Linked DNA regions of Oryzias latipes: region 2 is linked to region 1. Evidence: chromatin contacts called from public Hi-C data. All regions are on one chromosome and are shown on one strand. Each heading gives the region's core, a stretch centred on a gene start, on an enhancer-like site or on the middle of the called end of the contact. The rest is flanking DNA. Distances are from core to core; before and after follow the strand shown.

The links. Hi-C and Micro-C count contacts between places; a contact is called where the count stands out from the background.
Region 2: a Hi-C map of embryo shows a contact between it and region 1, with 2.1 times the contacts expected there. The contact joins the enhancer-like site here to the promoter of LOC101160707 in region 1. A contact is called at or near these places in 2 of 5 Hi-C or Micro-C datasets (both in embryo).

What each region holds. Positions count from the first base shown.
Region 1 is chr12:30,057,316-30,063,747 of ASM223467v1, forward strand. It overlaps LOC101160707 (carnitine O-acetyltransferase), which reads right to left and starts at 5,082. Exons shown (of 14, transcript XM_020699938.2): 1 at 4,962-5,082; 2 at 3,237-3,527; 3 at 2,998-3,116; 4 at 1,402-1,455; 5 at 1,091-1,256; 6 at 818-992; 7 at 1-121. The coding sequence starts at 4,988.
Region 2 is chr12:30,159,296-30,166,010 of ASM223467v1, forward strand. It overlaps ntmt1 (N-terminal Xaa-Pro-Lys N-methyltransferase 1), which reads left to right. Exons shown (of 7, transcript XM_023960817.1): 3 at 1,933-2,010; 4 at 2,110-2,300; 5 at 4,004-4,163. The coding sequence starts at 4,005. Among protein-coding and RNA genes, the nearest start is that of ndor1, 17 kb to the right of the region's middle. Within about 2 kb of position 2,521, at least 7 of the 8 cell types and tissues checked have an H3K27ac peak or open chromatin away from gene starts, as enhancers often do. A contact at or near this core is called in embryo, where this site is marked.

The DNA of each region.
Region 1 (6,432 bases), core at 3,832-6,331:
AGCATCTGAGTGGCAGCGTTGCTGCGGTACGTTTGCTCCGGGCCTGGAGGCCTCGCTCCATCCAGGCACAACGTAAAGATGCTCCTCTGGATGGTGGAAACCGAGTCCTTGTTGGTGGGATCTGGAGCAGAAGATCACCGGGTAAGCCGTCATTCACATGTCTGAATACGCTCGGGTCAGAAAAGCAAAGACAACATTTCGGAAAAGATCCTTTGAAAGCACATCTATACGCTTCATCCTTCCTTCCATCAAGAATCCCTTCCACAGGGGGGCAAAAAGTATTCAGTCAGCCACCAACTGTGACATGGAAGACACACAAGACCACTGATGATCTCCCTCCATCTGGGGCTCCCCCCAAGATCTCACCCCGTGGGCTCAGAATGATCACCAGAAGGGGGAGCAGAAGTCCCAGAACCCCACGGGGGACGAACAGGAGGAGATACTCAGATGAGCCTTTCAGAGTCCATTTGACTCAAAGAGCAGAATCTTGGCCTGACAGACCCAAATGGAGGCATTTTCTCCTCCTCTCTCACCTGCTCCTTCTGAGAACCTGAGCTGCAGCTCTGAAACCGGTTCACAGGGACCTAAACCCCTTTTCTTCCTTCCTCTGCAAAGGTTCATGCAGTCCTTGAGTGCAGTGCCTCCTAAAAATGTCATTATGCTATTAATTCAATCTTCGTGCTCCTTGGAGTTTCTTCTAGTCTTTGGCTGAAAGCTCCAGCACTTTCGTCCCCTCAGATATTCACAGAATAACGAGAGGTACCAGAACCCGGTACCGGAACCCGGTAGCAGAACTCTCAGAGCAGAGGGGAGGGACCTTTGATGAGGTTGAGATAGGCCTTTCCCCAGGCGTCCCGGTGCATGGTGGTGAGGATGCCGACAGGCTCAGCACTGGGTTCTGGTGAAGCCCTGCAGATCCTCTGGAGCTGAACGTGAAGGTCGTCCACCGTCAGCGGACTTCCATCCCCGCTGTACACATCCAGCTCAAAGAACTGGTTCCATGCGGAGGCAAGAGTCAGAAACAGGCTGGTTCAGTCCCTGAGTGACAGCCGCTCATCGTCATGACTACGCCTCTCATTCAGCGCCTCACCTGGAAGTTGTGCACCACAGTAATGTGTCTGGGGGGGGGTGAACTCTTGGCGTGGTTCACCACAGAGTCTGTCTTCAGACCAGGGATCCGGCAGGATGACAGGACTTCATAGTACTGGCTCATACACAGGGGCTTCCCCCCCATGTACTCCACCGGCAGAGTCTCACTGAAACACGAATCAGGTCTACCGTGAACCCCGCCGGACCCGGACCCAGACCCGGACCCGGACCCGGCTGTGTGCCAAACACCGCAGCCGTCCCAAACTCAACCAGACACAAACATGCTTCAGGTTCAGGGAGGTGAACACTCACTTGTCAATCATTGTCTTAAAGTCCAGGACACCTGCGATAAGTTTGGCAGCAAACCTGTGAAATGAGAAACTTTGATGAAACATTTGCTTTAAAAAAGGATTTCTCAAAGTGGAAACACGGACTTTCTACTCCCTCCAAAGACTTTCTATGGGGGGGAGGTCTGGAGACGGGCTAGTTCACTCCAGGACCTTGAAATGCTTCTCATGAAGCCACTCCTTCGTTACCCGGGCAACGTGTTTGGGATGGTTGTCAGGCTGAAAGACCCAGCCAGGTTTCATCTTCAGTGCTGATGGAGGGCGGCGGCACAAGCCTGTGTTGTTTTCTAGACATAGTTTCTGCAGAGCGGCAGCAGCTCATCAGAAATTCGCCTGAGTTGTGGGCGGGACTCTTGGTGCAGAAGTAAGCCCACACACATTTCCCATCATCCCTTTGTTTACATTCTCCCGCCAGCTTACAGCTTTTAACACCCCCAAGCTAACGTTAGCGGTGGAACAGAACCAACAGCAGTGTCAGATCCGTCCATCCATCCGTCCGGTTCTGATCCAGATTCCAGCTAAGACCAGGAAAACTAAGACGGTCATGGATCTGTTGGTCTGCAGGTGGATGATCAGAAAGGGGCGGAGCTTGTGGACGATGACAGCAGTTTATATGTAACAACTGCAAGTTTTTAAAAGGCATGTCTTTGTCTGAATGAAGAAATACAGAATCCCCCCGTATCTGCAGGCATTAGGACCCAGAGACGCCTGCGGGTACGCCGAATCCAGCAATACGGAGACCCACCCCCCACCCCCCAGGCTGCAGAATGTCTGATGTTTCCTCATCCAAACCTCTGAAACATCTCTGATGCTTTGTGAGACATTAAAGAACATTGATCACCAGATCAATAGACGGTACCGTAGCGTCCTCTATGACATCAGGAGAGTCTCTCTGCGTCTCTGTGTCTTAAAACCAGGACTCTGTTTGTCCTCCTTCATCAGGTCAGGTCAGTGTCAGAGGTCATCTTCGTCCAGAAGAGGCCGTTTCATCCGTCGTTCATTCATCCGGATGATAATTATTCTCTACGATTATCTTCTTCAGCGCTTCAGGAGATTTTCTGAGCTGATTTCTCCCTGCAGGGGCACCGACTCGGTTCTAGTGATTCAGGAACCGCTGGAACCAGCTGGGAGATATTCTGTAGCAGCCGGCGAGGACGCCCACGGGTCGGCGTGCTCTTCCTCTACGCTCCACCCTCCCCCGCAGCCCCTCCTTTGGACGCAGAAGTCTCATGCAAGCGTCTTGGTGTGAGTTTTTGTGATGAACCGGAGGAGTCACATGACCCAGGAATACGTGAAACCGTGAATATTGACACGTGAACACGCGGGGAAACGCTGTACTCAGAAACAGTTTTACGTTTCAAAACTGTGCTAAAAGCAGCGTTTTCATTTGAGCGGGTCTTTAAATCTGGTTTCTACAGTTTTAGCCGCCTGTTTCTCAGAGTTTTCAGGTTTGGGGGAGATGATCTAACTTTATCTTTAACACTAAAACAAAAGGTCTGATAAAAATCACCAGCAGGTTTCTCAAAAGCAGCAGTACTTTGGAGTCCATGAAGATAAGAACCTTATTTGACCCGCCTGATCGCTGAAAGTCATCCGCGGCAAAACCAACCCAGGGCTGGAATGGACCACCACCGGCATCCGGTACTCCAGGTAAGCCACCTGAACCCACCAGTCTGACAACTGCAGAACGCAAAAGACCAGCTTCAGTCCCTGTCAGCCCATTATGCTGCGTTTGCTTTTCCAAAATGAGCAAATGTGAAATACAGACTAGACATAAACCACACAGTGGGGGGACTTTACCCAGTTCTCGGCCCGGCGGGCTCGCTGTTCAAGGCCTTTCTGCAGCCTCTCTCCAATCCCTCCGGCCTTCTGGAACTCTTCCACCAGCGTCTTCGTGTGCTGGAGGTCAGCGACATCTGTGATGGGCTCCAAGGCAGCGATGTAACGCTCACAGGTCTGCTGCAGAGGGGGCACGGGCAGAGTGGGCAGCCCCTGCTGGTGGGACCGGTACCTCCCAGAGACTCGAGTCCCGCACACCGGCTTGACAAAGTGGTGAGGTCTGACAAATCCACAAGCTTTGGCCATCCCCACCTGCAGCAGGCAGACAGAGACGTCACCACGGGTCTGACCGTCACTCAGAGCGTCAATCTCTTTTCCTGTTGGCCGTCATCTTCAGAGGATGCTCAGCATCCAGAGGGTTCTTACAACCAGATGGAGGCCTTCCAATCCAGATATTTGGGAACCATCAGCTACACCATGCAGACCACTAAGAGTTTTAACTGGAATGAGTTCTGATTGAGACATTTCTGGACTAGTGAGGACAAAAGTTCACTGCTGTACGAAAAGACAAAGAGCTGCACCAAACTAGATCCACGTCACCCAAAGGGAAGTCTGGGTGACTTTTTGATTTCATCCAGACTTTACTCGCAAACTGCCTCAAAGTTAAGACTCTGATGTATTTAAATTACTGGTCTATTTCCCCCAAAGTATTCACAGTCATTTGGCTTTTTATCAGACAGAAACAAACATGTCAGCTTACTGTCAGGAACGTCTGTGCTCAGCGTTTGAATCCTTCACCATGAACAAACAGAAGAGCTCACAGCACTGACCTGCAGCCATGCTGAACGCCATGACTGTCTTCAGACGCGTGTCTTAGTGCTGAGAGGCAGAGAACAGTCTGATGCTCTACAGCTCATTACTCTGCAGAGGTTCCTGGTCTCCTCCTGTTGTACTGTACAGTATTCTAGCAGTGAGGGTACTACAAGTATACTTGGGCTCTGCTAAAGGGAGGCAGCAATCATGGATTGATCTGCTCTTCCAGACGCTCAAAGCTCTTCCAGTGTGTCCGTCATCCATCCTTGGTGATGGATGATCAGCTCAGCTGCAGACTGACAGTCCAGCCCCTCTGACCATCACCGGACACTCTGCACCAGTGGAGCCGCGGAGGGGAAGTGTCACATCAACAGGGGATCGAACCGCCGACCCTTCACTCATTGACGGCCTGCTCAACCACCTGAGCTCTGGTTCACAAACAGAACTCTGAGATGTGAAGAAATAACCGTTTCCTCCTAAATGTTAGAGTGAGGATGGAAAACCCGCAGCGTTCGGCGTCGTCACGGACGGTGACCGTGGCCGTGGCCGTGGCAGAGGAACATGTCTCGGAACAACAGCCAACAGCTTCCAGGTGTTCTTCTTCACCTGAACATCTTTATTCACTTCACGGTCTTAAACGTTTAGCAGAGCAACACGAAGAACGAGGCTCGACGTCAATCCACTAGTGGTCACGTGCCTGGTTGGGTCGGTTTTTGGCTAGCTGTACACTGACCTTTGACCCGGCTTAGGTTAGCCTGAGCTAAAAACAGCAGCTAGCATTAGCTTCTCCGTTCCACCTCAGACACACAGCAGAGACCGATCACCGGGAGCCTTCTGTCCGCTACGGGCAGCGGTAAATGTCCAGGCGGAAGAGGCTCTCGCCGGTAAAGTCACCAGGATGACCGGGAGTGACCCCGGAGGCGCCGAACTCACCGCCGTTCTGCTGCAAATGCCCCACATACTGCCCTCACGGAAACGCCCCCCGCACTGCTTTCACCGCCCTGGAGCCGCCCCCTCAGCCACCGGAGTTCCGCTGCGCAAACCTCAGTGACGTCACCAGAGACCAAACTACCAACCTTTTTTTCTGAATCTGTTCTGGTTTTAATTTTGTCTAAGATATTTTTTTTATAACAGAAACTTTACTATGAACTAGACAACAGCTAAAAGAAACTGTCCAACCGGAACATCAGCATTTATTGTTTTGTAATCTGATTTAAAGCCCAGATGGTATAAAACAAGGTTGTGCATTGGACCATTTGTACTATTTACCCAAAATAATAAACTGTTGAATAATAAAAAAGAACATTTTTGAGCAAACTGTGTAATTCAAAGTATAACACGGCATCAAAAACATTAATTCTGATATTTACATTCGATTTGGTGATTCAAAAAATCTGACCAACATGTCTTTGTGTGCATACGATGATAAAATAAATGAAAATTTGGCTTAACTGGCAATTAAAAAAGGTCCAATTCACAACCTTTTGTGAATTGATGCAGACGACCAGGAGTCAGAGTAACCCATTACAAAAGTAATGTAAAGCACTGACATGTTACTTTTCGGTGTGACAAAGTAGCGTAAGACAAAATGAAATACTATTAAGGTATTGTTTTAACATAACATGTAGCTACAATCATACTCCCATAAACAATATTATTTACTGCTAATGTTAAGCTGAAAAAATCCTGCTTGGTTTCAGGGACCAAACATTTTCACTTCATATTTTTCTCTTATTATTGTGAACAGTATTTACAATGTTTTCTAGGTTAAGTATTTTATGTATGTATTTGTAGAATTCTTTGCATTTAGGATGCACACGGACCACCTGAGGCATTTAGTCTTTGCTCTGTTTTCATAGGAAGCCAATCATTTTCTGGGCCAGACTGCCTAAAGGGGGAGGTCGTTCCTCCAAAAGGGCTTCCTGTGTTTTCATTTGGACAAAAATACATCACGTTACCAGCAGGCATTACTGCACCACACCACCCCTCATCCATCCACTGATGGAGAAAATCCCCCTGAACATGCAAACTGCACACGGGAAGGTCTTAGCCGGGATTCGAACCATGCCAAAGCCCTAACACGTTTCCCCGTGCAGCCCTTCACCCCTCGTCTAATTGTGGAATACTTTGCAGTTCTTGCATCTGTTTTGTGTTACGCTTTACCTTTGCAAGTTTTCCAGAGAAAGTGACTTCAAAATAACACCTCTTTTGTAAAGCGTCTCAGTTTGGAGACAATAATACTGTACAGGACAATGAAAGTTTCTGTGCTGTATTAATGCCATTGCCTACACGAGAAAAAACTCCAACATGTCTGTTTGTTAGAACCAGGCTTGAAGATGAAAGATGTGGAGCATTTTATGAAGCCTTATTCTCAGATAGGTTTCAAAAACAAAGAAATTCTGAA
Region 2 (6,715 bases), core at 1,271-3,770, 99 kb after region 1:
AGACTGCTGCCTCTGTTGCTTGGTCACAGATAAGCAGGAGAAAGTGGACGGATAGGTGAATGGAGAATATTTCCCATAAAACTTTTTTCAGTATTATACAAAGGACTGAACTTACATTTAGATCATCTAAGTTTTCACTCCACATGTCATAAACTTCAACACAGAGATAAGCTGTTTTCAGCTCTTCCTGCCAGGCTGGGGGGCACCTCATCCCCACCTTGCCCCCTTCCCTCTGTGGACCACCCCTCACTGCTGTCTAATGATGCTGACAAACACAGAAAGCACCTTATACAAAGCTTTTAAAGGCTTGTGGGTCTACTAGGGGCAAAAACAAACTGGATAAATGAAAGATTTTGTTAAATATTGTATTGGTCATGTCAGAAACAATCAAAATAGATGCATTCATCATAGTGACACTGAGACATCTTCATGAAAACTCTGCTGATGTGACAGATGGTTGCAGATGCATGATGGGTACTAAAGCATAGCAAAGCCCTGCATCAGTGCAATGTCAAGCCTTTGGTCCCACACAGAACCCAAGCTAGTCGCCCCCAATGCTGCACTGCCCTCCAGTGGTCACTTTACAAAGCTGTCCTCAGTCCTGGAACGGCCGGCCGCTTCCTGTTCAGTTTTCAAAAGGTAAATGTTGTGGGGAAATAGTAACCTGATGTAAATACAATCTCCAGGACATAAAGAATAAATATATTTAATAGTTTTCCAAAAAGCTGAAAACAACCAAATGTTTTCCACAACCTCAGAGGATAATTCAATAACCACAGGAATTGGCTGAAACCAAATGCAGAGGATTGAGTCAGGAACTGCATCTGACATCAAACCCCACCAAACATGTGAATCACCTGCTGATTCGATTTAACGACCTGTGGAGCAGGTAAACGAGGGGAAACCTTCATTGTTGCAATATTGTTGCATTTATGATTAATTCAAAGGATCAGAATTTAAAATGAATGTAACCCTGAACGAACAGAGCAGGAACCGTAAAGAAAGCAGGCAATGATGACGTCAGTGTTACCCAAACAAAGTGAAGTTGTTGTAGAATTTATGATCAATGGATGCAAATCTGAGACCATACGAATGCTGATGAGGGCAATTCTCTAAGTTATGACATCATTCTTTTGTTATTTCATCTTTATCTTAACCTTTTAGAAAATAATAGGCTAAAGACTTTTTTAAATCTGAGATGATTGTTTTAAATAGCAGAATGATGTACAGTATTGGTGGGATTGTTGGTGTTCAGGAACAGAGTCTCCACATAGATGCTTCATAGCCCTGCAATGGGTCTCCTGACTAGAATGTGTCATTTCCTGCAGCTCACGAACAATTAGAACATTACCAAACATTACAAAACATGGAACTGAGTTGAACATTAGAAAATACTGTTTGACATCATAAATCTGACAAAATCTTTGAGTGATTACAACCAGAGGACACAAACGCAGAGGGAAACAACAAAAACCAAACCAAGTCAATAAGGATATTATCACCAAACTGAGCAGAGACATGTCTTCATTTATTTCTCTTTTATGGAGCAGGGACAGTGCACATGAGCAGATAATACAACAGTTTGAAGGTTGAAATAGAGAGTTTCTAAGCAGTTCATCAAAAATGACACGTCAACTGATGAATTCTGATACTGAAACAGTCCAACTGTGATCCAACAGTCTTTACATTGTTTGACACAGCCCTTAAAGTGCATCGGTGTTGGATTCAAGGCAAACTTGCAGTTCTTAAATGTGTAAAAGTTGGACCCTGTCTTAGGGTGGGGTCTGTGCATCTGTAGGGGACTCATAGCCCCCCGGGTGGATGCACCCGCTCTACATTTCAGCTTGATATGTTCCCTCGGTGGAGGTTCACCCCTGTGAAGGATTTTCTACATGCATGTTGTAAATGTAAAGTATTTCCTTTTTTCCACAGATGTCTAGAACAGCAGGGAAGCGGAGCAGCGATGGTCTGACCTCCATAGTCACCTGAACTCATTTCTGCGGATGTGACGTAATAATGGAGTTACACAGAAAATGTTTTGATAAAAAACTAACCGTAAAAATGTCCCATTAACCACGAAAAGCTCGTTTCCGGCGTGTCACACCACAGACCTCCACCAGGGGCGCTGTCGCCAGTTCTTCCCGCGGTGTCTAAATAAGGAAATGACGTCAGAGTGCACGGTTTTGGATGAGCTCCTGAAATGGAAGCGTGAGTCCCGGGGTGAGGGCAGCCGGCCTGGGGGAGACGACAGCGACCACGCCGCAAACGCTCGTGGAAGCGGACCGGGACGTGGACTGAAGGTCAGACTGGAGGGAGGTTCGGGCTTGACCCGGCTGACCCACATTATTCAGATGAAATGAATGACGGTTCTGCTGTCACTTCGGACGGTTCCAAAACCAACTTCTTCAAGTTCTTTCTGAGGCGGTAAACGCGTGATAGCGCGAGCGCGCCGAGGCTATTAACAGGGACCACGCGCACGCGCTCGTGTGTTCCACGTGCGAACCGGTGGATTCATGTTTTAATGCGATCAGACGGAGCTGCAGCCCAGAGAACCAACCGGAAGTGGTTTCAGTGCCGCATCCGAGAAGAGTGGAGGACGTTCAGTGAACAGAAATGAACGTGTGTGTGTGGGGGGGGGGGGGGGGGGGGGGTACTGCATGTGTAACTCACACAACACACAATACTTTGTGTACCTGCACGTGCGTGTTCGTATGTGCATTATATCATAACGTACAAACACAACATACAGTTTACACACACAACCAAACTAACCACCAGTTGTAATCGACTCCTACACGCACATCTTTAACGGGACACACTGATGGCCTGACACACACACACACACATTTACACACACGTGAAGGGGGGTTGTGAGACCCTCAAAGGTCTCCAGATCAGTTTTCTGACCGGTGGCTGTGAACTTGGTGAATAATATCTAAAAAACGCCACATTTTCCACGTTCTGGAACAGATGTGGCCTTTAACTCCGATGTGGAGGAGGAAACCGTAGACATGTTTGTTCCAAGCACTCATTCCTTTACCTGTTTTGAAGTTTTCCAGAACTCGCGGCTCCCTCTGATCCGGGTCCTTCTCCAGACCCGGAGAGACGCGAGCTTCACGCTGAAAACCTTAAAAAAGGATGAGTGTTAAAAACACTTTTCTTTTCTTCACAATCTATTGTGGGTCTATTTAGTCTCCAGAGGACGGTGACCCCAGAAAACTGGTCCTTTAGAGACAGCTGTGGATCAGCTGTGGTCATGTGACCTAAGGTCACATGACCTTAGGTCACATGACCTCCAGTCACAGCCGTCAGAGAATGACTCTGATCTGTGCAAAAGCTGCGTTTGTGAAATGGAAGAAGGAAAGTGAATCTGTCTGTCAGCATCTGGGAAATGCCCTACAGCAGTGTTTTTCAACCTTTTTTGAGCCACGGCACACTTTAACCCTGCCAAAAATCCTGCGGCACACCAGCATCCAAAGAAAAAAAAAGCAGAAATTCATGATCTTTATTGATCAAGCCCCCCCCCCCCCCCCCCCCACGCCCCCCGCAATCTAACGTGCATTTTTGTGATAGTTGTGGTGGAAAAAGCAGGAAGTTGGGCCTTTAGATAATTAAATAAATAAAATTTAATTGTATAATCTTTTATATTCCTCACTATTCAGTGTTTTATCAGGGCCTGTTTGGATGAACACAGAGCTGATTTCCTGGAGATGGGAAATGTTTTTAGATCAGTGAATGAGGACAATTTCCCACGGCGCACTTGACCATCTCTCACGGCACACTAGTGTGCCGCGGCACACTGGTTGAAAAACACTGATCTAGAGGATCAGCAAATGCTCCTGAATGTCTTCCTAATGCTTGTCCATGTCTTAGAGGTGCTTCTTTCAGGAATGTCGGGGTGTTTATTACTGAAGGATTCTTCCAGAACATGGATGGAGATTCTTTCCGGTCCACGTCTGTTGACTGTCCTGTGACCCACTTTGGGTTTCTTGGGTCGCTGCAGGATGGGGGACAAAGCAGAGGATGAAACCAGCTTCTACTCCAACGCTGAGGGCTACTGGAGGGACGTCCCCCCCACGGTGGACGGCATGCTGGGGGGCTACGGCAGCATCTCCAGCATTGACATCAACGGATCAAAGGCTTTCCTCAACAAATTCCTTGGTGTAAGATGTCAAAATAAGATGGTTTAGACGGTTGATTGGGGGCCCACTGACCCCCCCGTGGGGTAGATCTCAGTCCGGCCTCTGGTTGGAGCACTCACAGGTCAGTCAAAGGTCACATTTCAGTCCTGGACTTTCAAATTCCTGAACACCATTGGATTCCAAAGTGAAGGCTTTTCCAAACCTGTTTGGTTTGATGGAAAATGATTGACAGGTGACTTAACAGACCAAAAGGTTGAACTTTCAGCACCAAAGCGGTTTTTTGGCTGAAAATATCAATAACAATGGCTGGAAGGAAACATATGGCACCTCATTGGACCTGAACAGGAATTTGAATTGCATGATGATGTTTTAAAGCAACACTGAACAGGACGACTTCAGCGTTTAAACCTCCAGTTTTCCTTCTTCGTGATGAACCGGCGTTACAGCAGACATGCAGTCTGACATCCACAGCTCAGCATAGAAACATGACAGCAATCATCGCTGATCACACGTTTGATTTATTACTGACCTTTCTCAGAACCGGAGGTCACCGATCAAAAACACTGAAGCTGAAAAAACGACGTCCAGTTCAAAGTTTAGAAGAGACCGAAGGGTGGGCGGGGCCTGAAAAGGGGAGTTTTAATGTTGGACCATGTTCCAGAGGTGGGGGGGTTGGCTGAACCCTGCCCCACGGTGACCAGGTGCTTAAACCTAAACACTGAGCTTCATCTGTGATGGCAGTGCAGCCATGATGTGATGTGAACAAAAAAGTCTCAGTTTGGGTTCACTAGAGGTCACCTGAGGCCGGTAACTTCAAGACTTCAGGTCCACCATCTCACCCAGTCCTGCTTTACACTTTAGTTTTATCCATTGCTTTTGTTCTAATCCGGATCGGTCCAAAGAGGCCGGATGTTTGCTGGAACAGATCCAGGCGTCCGTGTCCGGCGATCTGCTGACATCAGCCACAAAAATGTGTTTAAATATAAGAAGTAGAGCTGAAAAGAGGATTAGTGTTTACGTTTGACCACTTCCTCTAGAAGCTCAGATGTTGGACGAGGTCCGCCTCTGCAAACTTCTGATTGGCCACACCCACCAGGAAACCAGCAACAGGGAGGGGGGGGGACTAACAGCAGGACAGCAGCCTAGAGATTTTCTCAAATTCAATCCTAATACGTTGTTAAACCGTTTCTAAATGAGATCTATTGGTCTTTGAACATTCCATCTGGATTGAGGTACAGCAGGTTTATGAGACTCGAAGGTAAAACCGACCAATCACAGCATCAACACACACGTGATGTCATCAATGTCCATCATTCCAGTCCAATGTGTGGACAGACTTTGAATAAAGTCATGTGACCATCCAGTGTCTAGAATGTTCTAAGAATGTTCCCTTTGGATTCTTTGGATGTGGAAAAACAACAGTGGTGAACTTTAGCAAACTAACATGTGAATGGATTTGACATTCATTCTAGTTTATATGTTGGTTTGGACACAGATTTCATTAACTTGATGATCTGGAAGAAATCCAAGAATCTGGAAAACTGTTCAGTAGCAGGAATTTCTGTCTGGAAGTTTGGATGAAGAGGATCTGGATCCACTTTAGGGCAGAGGATCGGATCCACTTTAGGACAGAGGATCTGGATCCACTCTAGGTCAGAGGATCTGGATCCACTCTAGGTCAGAGGATCTGGATCCACTTTAGGACAGAGGATCTGGATCCACTTTAGGACAGAGGATCTGGATCCACTTTAGGACAGAGGATCTGGATCCACTCTAGGTCAGAGGATCTGGATCCACTCTAGGTCAGAGGATCTGGATCCACTCTAGGTCAGAGGATCTGGATCCACTTTAGGTCAGAGGATCTGGATCCACTCTAGGTCAGAGGATCTGGATCCACTCTAGGTCAGAGGATCTGGATCCACTCTAGGTCAGAGGATCTGGATCCACTCTAGGTCAGAGGATCTGGATCCACTCTAGGTCAGAGGATCTGGATCCACTCTAGGTCAGAGGATCTGGATCCACTCTAGGTCAGAGGATCTGGATCCACTTTAGGACAGAGGATCTGGATCCACTTTAGGACAGAGGATCTGGATCCACTCTAGGTCAGAGGATCTGGATCCACTCTAGGTCAGAGGATCTGGATCCACTCTAGGTCAGAGGATCTGGATCCACTCTAGGTCAGAGGATCTGGATCCACTCTAGGTCAGAGGATCTGGATCCACTCTAGGTCAGAGGATCTGGATCCACTCTAGGTCAGAGGATCTGGATCCACTTTAGGGCAGAGGATCTGGATCCACTTTAGGGCAGAGGATCTGGATCCACTTTAGGACAGAGGATCTGGATCCACTTTAGGACAGAGGATCTGGATCCACTCTAGGTCAGAGGATCTGGATCCACTCTAGGTCAGAGGATCTGGATCCACTTTAGGACAGAGGATCTGGATCCACTTTAGGACAGAGGATCTGGATCCACTCTAGGTCAGAGGATCTGGATCCACTCTAGGTCAGAGGATCTGGATCCACTCTAGGTCAGAGGATCTGGATCCACTTTAGGACAGAGGATCTGGATCCACT